Regions from separate parts of the Oryza sativa genome. Here region 2 is linked to region 1. The links are chromatin contacts, called in public ChIA-PET maps. All regions are on one chromosome and are shown on one strand. Each heading gives the region's core, a stretch centred on a gene start, on an enhancer-like site or on the middle of the called end of the contact. The rest is flanking DNA. Distances are from core to core; before and after follow the strand shown.

Evidence for each region. ChIA-PET counts read pairs in DNA pulled down with a chosen protein or histone mark.
Region 2: a contact with region 1 is called in an RNA polymerase II ChIA-PET map of leaf, with 6 times the contacts expected there. The contact joins the promoter of LOC4328458 here to the promoter of LOC4328450 in region 1. A contact is called at or near these places in 4 of 15 Hi-C or Micro-C datasets (leaf and seedling) and 3 of 4 datasets of contacts at active chromatin or transcription factors (leaf and seedling).

What each region holds. Positions count from the first base shown.
Region 1 is chr2:4,001,065-4,007,595 of ASM3414082v1, forward strand. It overlaps LOC4328450 (urease accessory protein D-like), which reads right to left and starts at 3,057. Exons shown (of 8, transcript XM_015771316.3): 1 at 2,857-3,057; 2 at 2,698-2,763; 3 at 2,475-2,549; 4 at 1,645-1,689; 5 at 1,306-1,536; 6 at 1,105-1,187; 7 at 573-741; 8 at 17-484. The coding sequence starts at 2,997. The coding sequence ends at 365. It overlaps LOC4328451 (cytochrome P450 97B2, chloroplastic), which reads left to right and starts at 3,980. Exons shown (of 15, transcript XM_066307335.1): 1 at 3,980-4,291; 2 at 4,452-4,628; 3 at 6,044-6,151; 4 at 6,392-6,476. The coding sequence starts at 3,995.
Region 2 is chr2:4,047,304-4,053,834 of ASM3414082v1, forward strand. It overlaps LOC4328458 (ALA-interacting subunit 1), which reads right to left and starts at 4,100. Exons shown (of 8, transcript NM_001424157.1): 1 at 3,614-4,100; 2 at 3,093-3,151; 3 at 2,912-2,986; 4 at 2,712-2,825; 5 at 2,525-2,595; 6 at 1,419-1,716; 7 at 971-1,260; 8 at 187-498. The coding sequence starts at 3,704. The coding sequence ends at 444. LOC4328457 reads left to right here. Exons shown (of 8, transcript XM_015771003.3): 8 at 1-137. LOC9267109 (succinate-semialdehyde dehydrogenase, mitochondrial-like) reads left to right here and starts at 6,323. Exons shown (of 20, transcript NM_001424156.1): 1 at 6,323-6,530. The coding sequence starts at 6,429.

The DNA.
Region 1 (6,531 bases), core at 1,807-4,306:
CTGTGGAATCTCTGCAGCAGTGTACAACAATCTTTGCATTGCTGATGAATTAATTATCTGGTCCAACTAACATAAGTTGGGTCCAGCCCAACGAATCCAACATTTCAGCCTGGCCCACCAAGACTAGGAAGGAGGATTTATTGTAAAGTACAGAAAGAGGGTCATGATCATCAGCTGCCCAATTCCCAGAGTATCTTCTTTTACTCAGAAATTCACAAAGAACTATAACATGTACAACCAAAATCAAAGCATGCTCAATCAACTACGGGGAGCAGGCGTATGCGAAGACAATTTTTACATCTTCATTCTTCGTCGGAAGTGAAGATTTCATGATGATCCATCAACAGTCAGATGGCCGCTAGCTTCATGATGCAGGATATGGGCAAGCGCCAAGGAATGGTTCCAGTGCTGCCAGATGATGTCTCAGGAAGCTGTACACAGATTCTGTGCTCACTGCGGTTATCCGAGCAACCATCCCAGTGCCCTTCAGCAAGAGGAAGAAAAAAAGATGTTATCACATGTTTCTAGAAAATTGTCGTGGTAGTGTCAGGAAAGCTGGGGAAGTAACAAACCATGCGACCGAATGGACTACAGGAGGCGATGATTGGAGGCCTCTGGGGATGTAGGGGTTGTGATCTTGTCGAGTAGCGACCTCCGGCAGAAGTGGGAGGGCGCAGTTGTACAGACATCATCTTTTTTACCTCATCTTGCATCTGATCTTGTATGTGCTTTAACTTTGGTCTGCAAGGGAAAGTATGCCACTGATTCACTGAACCATTGTCTGTAAGTAATCCAGATCTAGCCATCTGGGATTCCACTAGTAACTTGTTAGACTGAGTGAACCATAGTCCATAGTTCCTGATTCCCAACAATTTTCTTCGAAATCTGAAGTAAACTATGGTCCATGGATTCCTCTGATTCCCTACAATTTTCTAGAAATTCTGAAAGATCCTCAACTAGCATAATTGTAGTAACTACCAAAGACAAAAGAACACGGTTGATTATGTGAAAACCGAAGCAGCACATAGGCAGTAGCCAAAGTCATATCTGCAAAGGTCGAGAAGACCTGTGCAGAAGGCAAATTTCAGTGTTTGATGGCCTTACCCCAGCAAAATAACCATTGCAACCACATTGTATTCCTGCATTCGGTCAGCAATACTAAAATTTGAGCTCTGTTCCAATAAAACCTGCTCAGACATTAGAAGAGGTTATGTGGCATGGCATTAAGCACAACCGATGATTAGAGTGGGGATGAACAAGATTAATCAGGCAAATGTTAGGAGAAGCTGAAAGGTGAGCTCTTACCGAGTCAATAAATAGAGGCTGATCTTCCAAAAGAATATGGTTGATGCTCTTGTAGAAGCTGAAATTCCATTTTTCTCCACTCTCGTAACGACCACTTGTAAACCAGTCTACAACGACTAAGTTTGAATTGGGAAAGACATGAAACACTTGCTTCTGGTGGTATCGAGCCATTGAGAAGCAGGTTACAGGATCTGGAATAAGTGCAAAGAGTGCATCTTCTCCAACTCTTGCCTACTGCATATAATGAAGAATCATTATAATTGCTATTTTCTTAAAAAAAAAGTTGAAGTTCCCTAGTAAGAAATTCTGAGGAGTATCGAAATTTCGAAGGAGCATTACCTCTAGCACCTGCTCAGAACATTTTGAATCCACGGCCTTGTACACCTAAACAAGCACTTGGCCATTGACAAACATAAAACAATCAATATATATGGTTCGTTAAAAAAAATCAATATATTCCTCAAGAACTAACTTTTTTCAGTTAAAATTTCGATAATGAAGTATGTTATTACACTTGACTACGGGTGCATTGCTATAACCCAGCTGCTGTGTCAAAGACGCACAAAGCCCAATATCATGTTATTACAATAGACTAGTTTAAGTCCTAGGTTGCATTTGGTAATTCTAATAGCATACCCTACACTTATATGGAATTGACATCAAGACCCCTCTAGCTCTAGCTGTAACATTATCTAAGGGTCCCTTTGAAACGCGGGATAGGAAAAACGCAGGAATTGAAGTTGCATGTTTCTCTAATCCTACAGGAATGAAAAACACAGGAAAGATGAAGAGGAGCCCTTTGATAGCATCATAGGAAACTAACAAAGCAAAGGAAAGTTTCCAAGAGGTTGGGCCTCTTGCTTACTTCATATGGAATATTCTCTATCCTTGGCTCGATAGAAATAAAAAATCATTTAGAAGATTAAATCCTTCAAAATTCTTATGACAATCCATCATTTCAAAAGGGACCCTAAAGTTGGCAAAGATTTTGCCCTTCTTTCAAAAAGGAAAAAAAAATACGGGGGGGGGGGGGGGCCCTAAAAGTGTTCTAGCTGTAAGCATTTATGAGAAACATTCGTTCACTAACCTATGTCATTTTCTCCAACTAAGGAAATGTAAACAGTATTTACTCGGCCAATCGCATGAGAACAATTGAAAGAAAAAAGGACCTTAGTGGAGGCCTGCGTGGTCATCGCCGCCGCGCACCCGTCGCCGACGGCCACCGTGCAGGAGATGATGTCCCCCTACAAGCACAGCCCCCAAAAAAGAAGAACAAAAACGCATCAGACACTCGCACTCACGATTGCCTCTCTCTCGAGAAAGGAGGCAAACTGTTGGTTGGTTGGTTGATTGCAATCCGGGGGAGGAAGAGGAGGCGATGCGGCGGCTCACGGAGACGATGCCGCCGCCGTAGGTGATGGCGTAGAGCCACGCGGCGCCGGAGGACGCGCGCCCGGCCTGCCAGAGGATCGCCGACGAGGTGAGGTCAGTGGCTCATCGCAGCAAACAAGCGAAGGCAATCTATATAATGGATGGAGGAGGTGGTGGAACCTTGGAGGGGGCGATGAGCTTGAGCGGGTACTTGGCGAAGCACCTGGTCACCGCTGACCTCCCCCTCACCTTCTCCACCCGCACCGCCCCTGTCGCCGCCGCTGGCGCCGCCGCCGGCGCCATTGCCGCCTCCGCCTCCATGCTCTTTCTTTCTTTCTTTTTTCTTTCTTTTTTCTTTTTTTTTTAGAATGAAGTCCACGATAACGAGAGGTCAATCACGCTTTCTTCCTCTCTTTTTTTTCCGATATAAGATAATAGCACGGCCCACTACGTCACGTGTGGGCTTGGGCTGGGATGGGGCAAGTGCACCTGTGTAATTCAATATTGGGCCATTATTCTACTGGACCCAAGGCGAGATCGACTGGTCCTACCCAAGAGTGAAATGATATGCATCGGTTCTAAAATCGTTTTTGGTGGTATCTTGATACTCTACATTGCATTTTATTTTAAGAAACGTAGTACAAATTTTTGGACTTCATATGCGCGGAGCAACTCTACAAGATTGTATCGGTATATCTTCGAGATTAATAAGTCACTATAAGCATCTCGCTGTCGACGAATACGTCGTGTATCACTGAAAAAATAATTAGCCGTAAATGCGGACATTAGGACTTGCAAACTAGATTTTATTTGAATTCAAAAATAAAAATGATCTAAATGCATTTGTTTCAGGTATCTTCAAAATCAATGTTAAATAAAACAATTAGCACTAGTGAGTGGTTTTCTCTTGACAAATCTTTTTTATACTATATTATTATAACTCTATTATCATAATTAGCTATATATAATTAACATAAATATTAAATTAAACTTAAAAATTATCATAATACCTCGTTAGATCCAACTTTAAGAGCCGGATCACTTTGATGTCATCTTCAATCATACCATTTTTTTTTATAAAGTTGTCAAAAAAAATATCTACGTTTAGTTTGTTGCTACAATTTTAACATTATCAAAATTTAGTAAGATTTATTTTGGCTATAATCTGAACAAGTCCTAAAATAAAACAATAATACTATACTCCTACCTAACCAACCAACCTTTGCCCCTACCTAATAACGAAATAAAATAATAAATTACCTAATGCAGTGGGCTGGTCTGGTGCATCGCCCACCGATTTCATCGTGCCGTGACTCACATGCCGCGCCGACCGGGACACGTTGTGCGGTCGGTGTCGGTGGCTGCCGCGCTTTCCGACCGAGCGCGACCGCACCACAATATCACGCCCAGGCGCGCACCGAGCCGGCCTTATCCATCTCTGGCCAGTGACCACCCCGCGCTTCACTTCGCTTCACTTCGGCTTCGCTTCCATGGCGATCACCGCGGCCACCGCCGCCGCCGCCGCCACGCCCCACCCGTGGCAGGCCGACGCCTCGCCGCGTCGCCACGCCGCGTGCCCCGCTCTCCGCGGGAGGAGGCGCCTCCCCGTCGTCAGGTACGTATTACGTTGCCTTCTGCGGCCTTGGGGGGCGCGCGCGCGCGCACGCCAGGTGCTCGACCGATTGCCTCTCTGTGCGCGGGTGGCTGAGCTGTGGTGTTTGGGGTGGGGGGGGGGGTGATGTTATGGTGGTTGTTGTTGTTGTTGAAGGTGCCAGTCGTCCAGCGTCGACGACAAGCCCAAGTCCAAGCGGGGCCTGCTCGACAACGCCAGCAACCTGCTCACCAACCTGCTCAGCGGCGGGAGCCTCGGCGCGATGCCCGTCGCCGAGGGCGCCGTCACCGACCTCTTCGGCCGGCCACTCTTCTTCTCGCTCTACGACTGGTTCCTCGAGGTGATCACCCCAATCAATCTGTGGCTCTTGCATTAGTATTTGCAATATCCCACGCACATTTCATCGCTACTGCGCTACTTCGTTGCACTTGCTAATTTTTTTTTCCACTTACTGCAATCACACATACGTTTCGTTCTCTTATGATCAAAAGCATGTTTGTCCACTATTTCATCTCCAAACTACGTTACATGATTACACAAATTTTAATGCTATGTACATTTTATTATTGACTGTCTGAATTTTATGGTTCAACGCCATTTTTGAACTCCATGTTCAAACTTGACTGTTTGTTTAGTTAGCATGCCTTATTGCCTTAAAGTTGTTTTGCAATTCTAGCGATTTTTTTAACTCCACATCACAAACTTCACACCCTTTTTTTTTAATTAGCACGCCTTCAAGTTTTTTTTTTTGTTTGCAACTTCATAAATGCATTGCTAAATGTACATTTCACCATTCATAAAAACAGTGAAGATATATGCCAATAGTTGGCTTGCGTCCCTGCTGTTCAGGTTTATGCATTATTTCTTTTGATTCTCATTAGTGACTTACATTACCAATTTACCATTAGGTTCATAATCAAGTAGATATGTGGACAAGTTGTGCAACAATGCAGGGGCAAAGCCAGGATAAATGGTCACCGGGGTCAGTGTTAACCAGGGTTTATGCTTTCGACCAAAACCGACCAAAAATCATGTAATTTTGATGTTTCGACGTGGGACGAAAAGTATATTCTGAGTGAAATTTTGAATGTTTTTGGAGAATTCACGGCAAAACTATATCAAAACTTATTAAAATTTGGTGAAAAATGTCATATCGCTACATTGTAATCCAACATTAAATCGGAAATGTCATCTAGTTTGTAATTAATGATCTAAGACTATACATAATACAAGACAAAATTAATGACAATATGATAAAATGAAATGTCTACAAATTTGTTAAAAACTATACATTATTAATTTGTAAAACACACCAAATGCACCAAAGATTATCAAAACCACTAATTTATTGCCTTCCGTTCTGCTAGAAATAAGATGATATAAGATGTCAAGATGTGCAACGCCGGTGCGGGACAAAGTGCTCGAAGGAATACGATGACGCAACAAGAGTATTTGTGGAGTTATTTTTGGACCCAAATCACAATCGTATATGTATATTGGGCTGACGTATAAATCATAAGTGCTAGCTAATTTTCTATTTGTTGTTTGTTAGTATCGTTCCTAGTCACTAGTTTGGTTTTGACGGAACAATCAGCAATATCACTGGGGTCTAGTTTTTCTCTTCGCTGGGGTCATAGATGGTAAAATAAAGAGGGTTTGAGAGGTTTGCAAAACGTCGTCGGGGTCAACTGACCGCTATGAATGGCTGTAGCTTCGCCCCTGCAACAATGCTAACCTATCATGATTTGTTTGCAGCATGGCTCTGTGTACAAACTCGCTTTTGGACCCAAGGCATTTGTTGTTGTCTCCGATCCAATTGTTGCTAGACATATCCTGCGAGAAAATGCTTTCTGTTATGATAAGGTATTCTTCTAATGCACATTTTATGAATATCCTTTGTTGGCTCAACTGTAGGTGGTATTGGATCATAATTTTTTTTTTACCATGATGGCTGTCAGGTGTCAGCTGATTTATAGCATGTGCTCTGTTGTAGCAACTGAATTTTACCTGTATTAATATATATCATGGATAACTAATGTTGCTACTAGACTACTGTTTAGTTTGTTAGGTTTCTTTCTTACATATTTATGTACTTGAAATCAGGGAGTTCTTGCTGAAATTTTAAAACCAATAATGGGGAAGGGTCTTATACCTGCTGACCTTGATACCTGGAAGCAAAGGAGAAAAGGTTAGAAAGGTTGGATATTGAATCTTAGTTTGTGCACTTTTGGGTTTGTTCTGAG
Region 2 (6,531 bases), core at 2,850-5,349, 47 kb after region 1:
TTCCGAAGGAAAGATGTATGATGATATAGATTTTGAAGATTATTTGTTAATTTCTAGCGCAGATCATTATTTACCCTTGTTGAGATTAACGTTTTTAACACTTTTTTATATATGGAATATGGAAGATGTGTAAATCATTCACATGGTGACACCAGTGCAATTGAGGTAACAATGGAATCACACTGCAACAATATAAAAATCATTCCATTTAACTTCTGGGATATTTAAAATTTTCAACAAAAGAAGGCTGTATATATATATATTTTTCTTTGCAACATAATGTACATCAGTGTTGCTCATAAACGCTGCCCTAATTGGTATAAGCCGTATTGGCACTCCAGCACGGCTAACAAATAAAACCGCTATCTAGTACAAGATACATTTGAATCCATAATCCAACTTGCTTCATGTTGAATTTGCAACTTAAAAGTTTGAAGAGCTTATTAACGGCCTGCAGGGTTTCTGTTCCATGACAAGTAGTTGTTGTCACCCATTTTCCTGAAAAAAAAAGAGGAAAATTAGAGATGCAATTCATATCAGTGAAATGAAGCAGTTCTCAAAGGCCATCACATTAGCTTTAATAAGAGTTCAATGAACAAAACAACAAATCGAACTCATTTCCACGCATTAGTGTGTGTGTGTGTGTGTATTTTTTTATTTTATTTTTTTTTTTTTGGGGGGGGGGGGGGGGTTCTAAATGAAATGATGTGCAGGACTCCTGCGTGTTCTGAGACAACCAAAAAAAGGCTAAGTTCAGTTTGAAGACACATTGAGCACATGAAGCACTGATGAGGATTTGTAGCCTAGAAAGGGCTCTTTTGGTTGGTTGGATGAGGATCAACTAAGAAGAATTTAGTTCAACTCCAAAGTAGCTGGTCACCAAACAAGGCCTAACAATGCCTCAATTATCCCCAGGGTACATGCGCTTCTTCAAATGATTGCATTACATGAGAATTGAGAAGTTACTCACCTTGGTTTTATCAAGTACAGCAAGGTGAATGCAAATGCCAGGAAGAAGCAGAGTCCACCAACACTGAGATATGCTAGACCAAGAAAATCATTCTTTCCACCGAGCCATGTCGAGGTAGAAAGTACCAACTTCTTTTTGCCACTAAAGCTATATGTGTTGTAGTTGTTCTCCAATGTCACCGTAATGGTGTCACCTTTCTTGAGGTCAGTGTGTATCCTACCATACAGCTTTCTGAATGTTGGAAGTGCAGCAGTTCTCATCCAAACAATAAGGTCTTCTTGTTTACTCAACTGCATAGAAAGTAAATAAATGAGTACTTCAGGTAAATACTATTATTCTAACTGCTCAGAGAATTTTCTTGATCTTTAAATGGGATTACACAAAAGTACTAAAAGCATAATTGCATGTCCAATATGTATGTGATAATCTACCAGAACAGAGAACATACCGATTTATTTGGATCAAGTGTTTTTCCACCTATAAGAGAACCATTCTGGAAGTTCTTTGGAAAGACATCACGTCCAAATTTGTGCTCCCTGTCACTCTTCCAAGAGATGTTTTTCTTGTCCACTGGCAGGTTCTTACTGTTGCGAACAAAGCCATATGTATCATTGAATATGCTCCATGCAATCAGACCACAAGGAACAATTGCCATTCCATTTGCTGTACCCTCGGGATCACAAGTGGAGGTGTCATTTGCCTTTTTGGGATCTCTTAGCTGTGCATCACTCCGGCTCTTGACATATCTGTATGAAAAATATAATTCAGCAAGAAAAATGTCATGCAAGGCAAGAAGAATTATCATTTCCTAAACGCAAAACAAAAGGGCGAGCAAATCAAAATGACTATTTCCAAAATCAATAGTTTCTTGCCATCTGTACAGTAGAGGCAGATGTCAATAGTGCATTCATAATTTCATGGCTTCTACCAGAGATATATTTTCCCACTTCTACCATGCATAAGATATCCTTTTCTTTGAGAAACTGACTTAGAAGATACATCATATTGAGGTTGAGCATTATACCGGCCTAACCAAAATATATTGTGTATATCATGTAGCCATTGTATTGGCTTGGTACTGTTCGTGCACTACTGTATTTACTGTACCAACAGCAAACTATTCAAGGAGGACCTGCTGGCGCGGCACTAGTTGTAATTAAACATAAGAATGATTAGTTTTTTAGATAGTTGAATTTATTTCCTTATAGGTATAGTCCGTGTATTAGAGATACAGCTTACATAAAATTTTCTTAGGGTCAAGACAAGTCTTCCCAAGAAAAAATAATGAATTCATAAGGTTTTATCATTTCAGTCACTAATTCAATCTCTCTGCACTCCTCTTTTCTAAAATAATAATATCCTTCAAGACATTGTTCAACCCTTCCTCTGCATGGTAGCAGGCAGCTACCTCGTGTGAACCAGCATTCACAACAATTCATTCTGACTTAACCATTTCAACAGAACTGCTGCATAAACTGGACATATATCCCATCCAAGGGTTTATTTGTACTGATAGTTGAAATACTTGTGACATCAGAAAGTATATTTGCATACCTCCTATGATTCTGATAAAAGTTATCCAGCTGGTAATACACAAAGATTGGTGCATCCATATCCTTTGGAACCTGGAGTGGAGACCAAAATTCGACCAAATATTTCAGCCAAGGATTCTTTCGATACTTAAGGCAAGATGCATAATTTCAGGGTATAGAAGAATATGCATGTAGCTAGGCTCATTTACCTTAAGAGTCCTTCTGCAGTTTTTGCTTATTGTTGGGTTCTGGATGTAAGCAAGCTTGTCAGTTGTATTAGCTGGGACACATGCATCATCGTATCGATCAACAATCTCAACAACCTACAGCAAAGGAAAAATGTTAGCAAAAAATGATATTCACGCTTGGCCAAACATATTTTGAAGTTCGAATAAAAAATACAGCATACCTTTCGTGAAGCCTTCAACGAAACAAGCCCGATTGGGACAAAAATGACTCCGACAAGAACGAAAACTGAAATGACCTGCGTAAGATAAGCACAAGCATCCGTCAGGTGATTAAACATGCCATCTCACTCAAGCTAAATATAACTAACAGCAGGCACTTTTTTTGGGCTAGTATCAGCTTACCCATTTTGGAGTAAGAATCGGCTTGCAAGCTGGGAGCTCCTGCTGAGTAAACTTGGAATCTGCACATAAAAGAGGGTAAATAAAGTAAATTTCATAGCGAATTTAACAATTCCACCAAAACAATCATCCCACCATCTGAAAAGATGGCAGACCATTCTAAATTGCAAAGGCTTCGTCGATGACTCAAAACTCCAGTTCTAAAGTCAAAGCCAACTGCTACTATTGCAGATAGGAAGAACAAGAACTTTTTAAAAAAAAAAATCCTATAACAATAATGTCCCAGTCTCGAATTGAAATCTAAATTATAGCATCACAACTTTCAGTACTTCAGCCAAATTAAACCTTACACATAAAACATCTAAACCTCTTCAAACTCATATAATCTACTAGTACTAGTATATCACAAAGGATGAAAAAAAAAACCGGAAATTATTACTCCAAACCCCCGATCAAAAGGGGAACAAAATAAAAATAAGAAAAAACGAGAAGCAACAACAAAGATAATCGCAGCAAGATCTCACACTTGGGCTTCCTGGTGTTCCTCCTGGGCGCCGCCGCGCCGCCATCGCCGGATCCACCGGAGCTCGATCCGGCTTCCTGGCCGCTGCTCATCCCCAAACCAACCGCTTCCACCCCCAAAAAACAAAACCCGCCACCGACGCCAAGAACCGCCCTTTTCCCTTCCCCGGACACCAAAATGCGCGCTTTTCTTTCTTTATCTTCTCCCCTCTCTCCTCAGATTTGGAGATGCGGGTGTATAAAGCGGAGGGGAAAGCTACGAACTTGCCGTCCTGCTGTTGTTGCGAAGATTACAAGGGAAGGGTGGGTTTGACTAGGAGAAGAGGTGGTGGTGTTGTGGTGGTCGTGGTGGCCTCCGCGTTTGAGCTTCTTCTCCCAACTCCAAGCCGGCGGAGACGACCGAAGAGGAAGGTGGAACGTGGAATTTGCGCAGGAAACTGTCCGTCCTTTGCTGCGAGTAATTAATTATTTTTCTTCTTGAGATGAGATGAGATGAGATTTTTTCCTTTAGAAGTTTCTAAATTCTAATCGCATTCTTTTCAGCCCTAAAATTGGATTGGGCGGTTGTGTTAGGTAGAGTAGTTGCATTGTTTTGGATTTTTTATAGGGAGTACTTATTTCTTTTGAAAACCTTCAAATAATTGAGGTAATTGTTTATTTGACTCTATTTTAAATTTTAACTTTCAATCTGATTTTTTTTTTCTTCTTTTCCAATCGAAGATGAAGGTTGACCCATGGCCGCATCCCACACGCGTGAATTCTTAGATTTTTATTTCACCGCATATAAAGTCTAAAAGTTTCCTAACTAAAAGACTAGCAAAACCTTTTTTTTTCCTAATTGAATCCTCTGTGAATTAGTATTTCATGAAATAATTTTGGGTAAATAGTAACTATCACTTTCTCTGTAAAAGCCCTTTTTTACTTATATTATGTTTTTCTAGAATAATAGTTTATATTAGCCATTTATTTTAATGTACTCCATCTGTTTCACCATGTAAGTCATTCGAGCATTTTCCATGTTCATATTGATATTAATGAATCTGTCTGGAAAATGCTAGAATGACTTACATTGTGAAACGGAGGAAGTAGTGTATGTAACATGTACCGACATGATTAACAAAAGCAAGTGCGGTGAAACCTGAAATGAAGTGGAGTTGTCAACATCGACTTAGAACACGTTTAGACAAATATGATGGATCTAAATTACTTTTCTAATGTAGTACGTTTCAATTGGTGGACCGGTGGCAAGAAAGAAAGAAAAATTGAGAAGATAAAATAGTGAGAGAGAGCTGGCATAAGAAGAATGCACATTTAGGTGGGTTAAAGTGACGCCAAACATGAATTTAGTAGATCCGGAGGCCCTCAATGACCAAGTATTTTACAGATTATAAATTGACAACTACATGGCTTATACTTTTCAATGGACTTTCTTATAATTTTTTTCAGTTATAGACTTGAGAATATCTTTATTCTTAAAAAGTTGTTTGCAAACATACTACATAATATTTAACACATAAATTTGTAGAGTTAGACTGTGTTCTTGTTCTTACCCCAGGTTTCCCAATTATCTCCCTTATTTTCCGCGCGCACGCTTTTCAAACTGCTAAACGATGCATTTTTTTGAAAAAAAGTTTCTATATGAAAGTTGCTTAAAAAAATCATATTAATCCATTTTTGAAAAAAATAGCTAATACTTAATTAATCATGTGTTAATGGACCGTTCCGTTTTTCGTGCGCGTTCCAGTTAGGAACCCGCTCCAGCGAACACAGCCTTAGTGGGTATACCAGTGCCTAACCTGACATTGATATTGTGTCTCGGGAATTTGCATAGACATAAATAGACATATTATACTTAGTTAATTTATTATCTCTATACATTATATGTTCGATCTTCTCTTTTTTATGTTTTAAGTTACTTAAAAAATACCCGTGCGTTGTAATGGGTAAAGTCTATTTTAATCGTATTATTGTTATATATTTTTAGAAAATTATGAGCTACAGTTAGGAGTCCGATCGTCTTAAGTTAGCATGCGAGATTCTTATATGATTCCTTCTGTATTACCAAAAGTGAACGATCTTAAAAACGACTCAAATATAGATATGTATTTTCAAAAATACAAAAATTTAAAAACCGACTCATACACGGATGACATACCAAAATACCGATGAAAACATCTTCAATTAATAATAGAGAACGATATTGAAGGAAAATGATATTGATTCCATTCCAAAGAAAGTAAGGACAACCCGCACAATCAGCCCAAAAGTCCATGGATCTGATATTGTGGACTGGACATACCAAAGGCCCATATTGTCATGTTCGGTATATCTTGGCCCCGTTTTTTTTCGGCCCAACTCTTCTAATCCATGAAGCCCACTAAAGGATGGCCCAAATTTATTTCCTCCCTCGTCACCTCGTGTCGTACTAAACTTCTTCCAAAGATCAATCAATTTCGAGTATAAAGCTTTGGTCAAATGAAACAGAGCAAAATTTCTCCAAGTTCATACTGCTTCAAACGAGCGAGCGAGAGAGAGAGAGAGAGAGAGAGCCTAACAACATAAATAGGAGTAAATCTTTCCATCATCTTCCAATTTCCCAAATTATTTGATCACTTGAAATTTGAATGACGTGGAGTACTAAATAATTCCAAAATTTACCAGCTCAAAAACTCAAACTTTATACAAAAAGATTTACAAAATCTCCCCCATATAATAATTTAATACTACGGCACAAAGCGCCACTGATCCGAACAGAACAGGTGGTCCGATCGCCACCCGCCTCGTCGTCTTCCTCGCGAACTCTCCACCCCCACCACCATGGCGATGGCGATGGCGATGCGACGCGCGGCGGCGCTCGGCGCGCGCCACATCCTCGCCGCCTCGTCCACCTCCTCCTCCGGCGTCCTCCTCCGCCGCCACG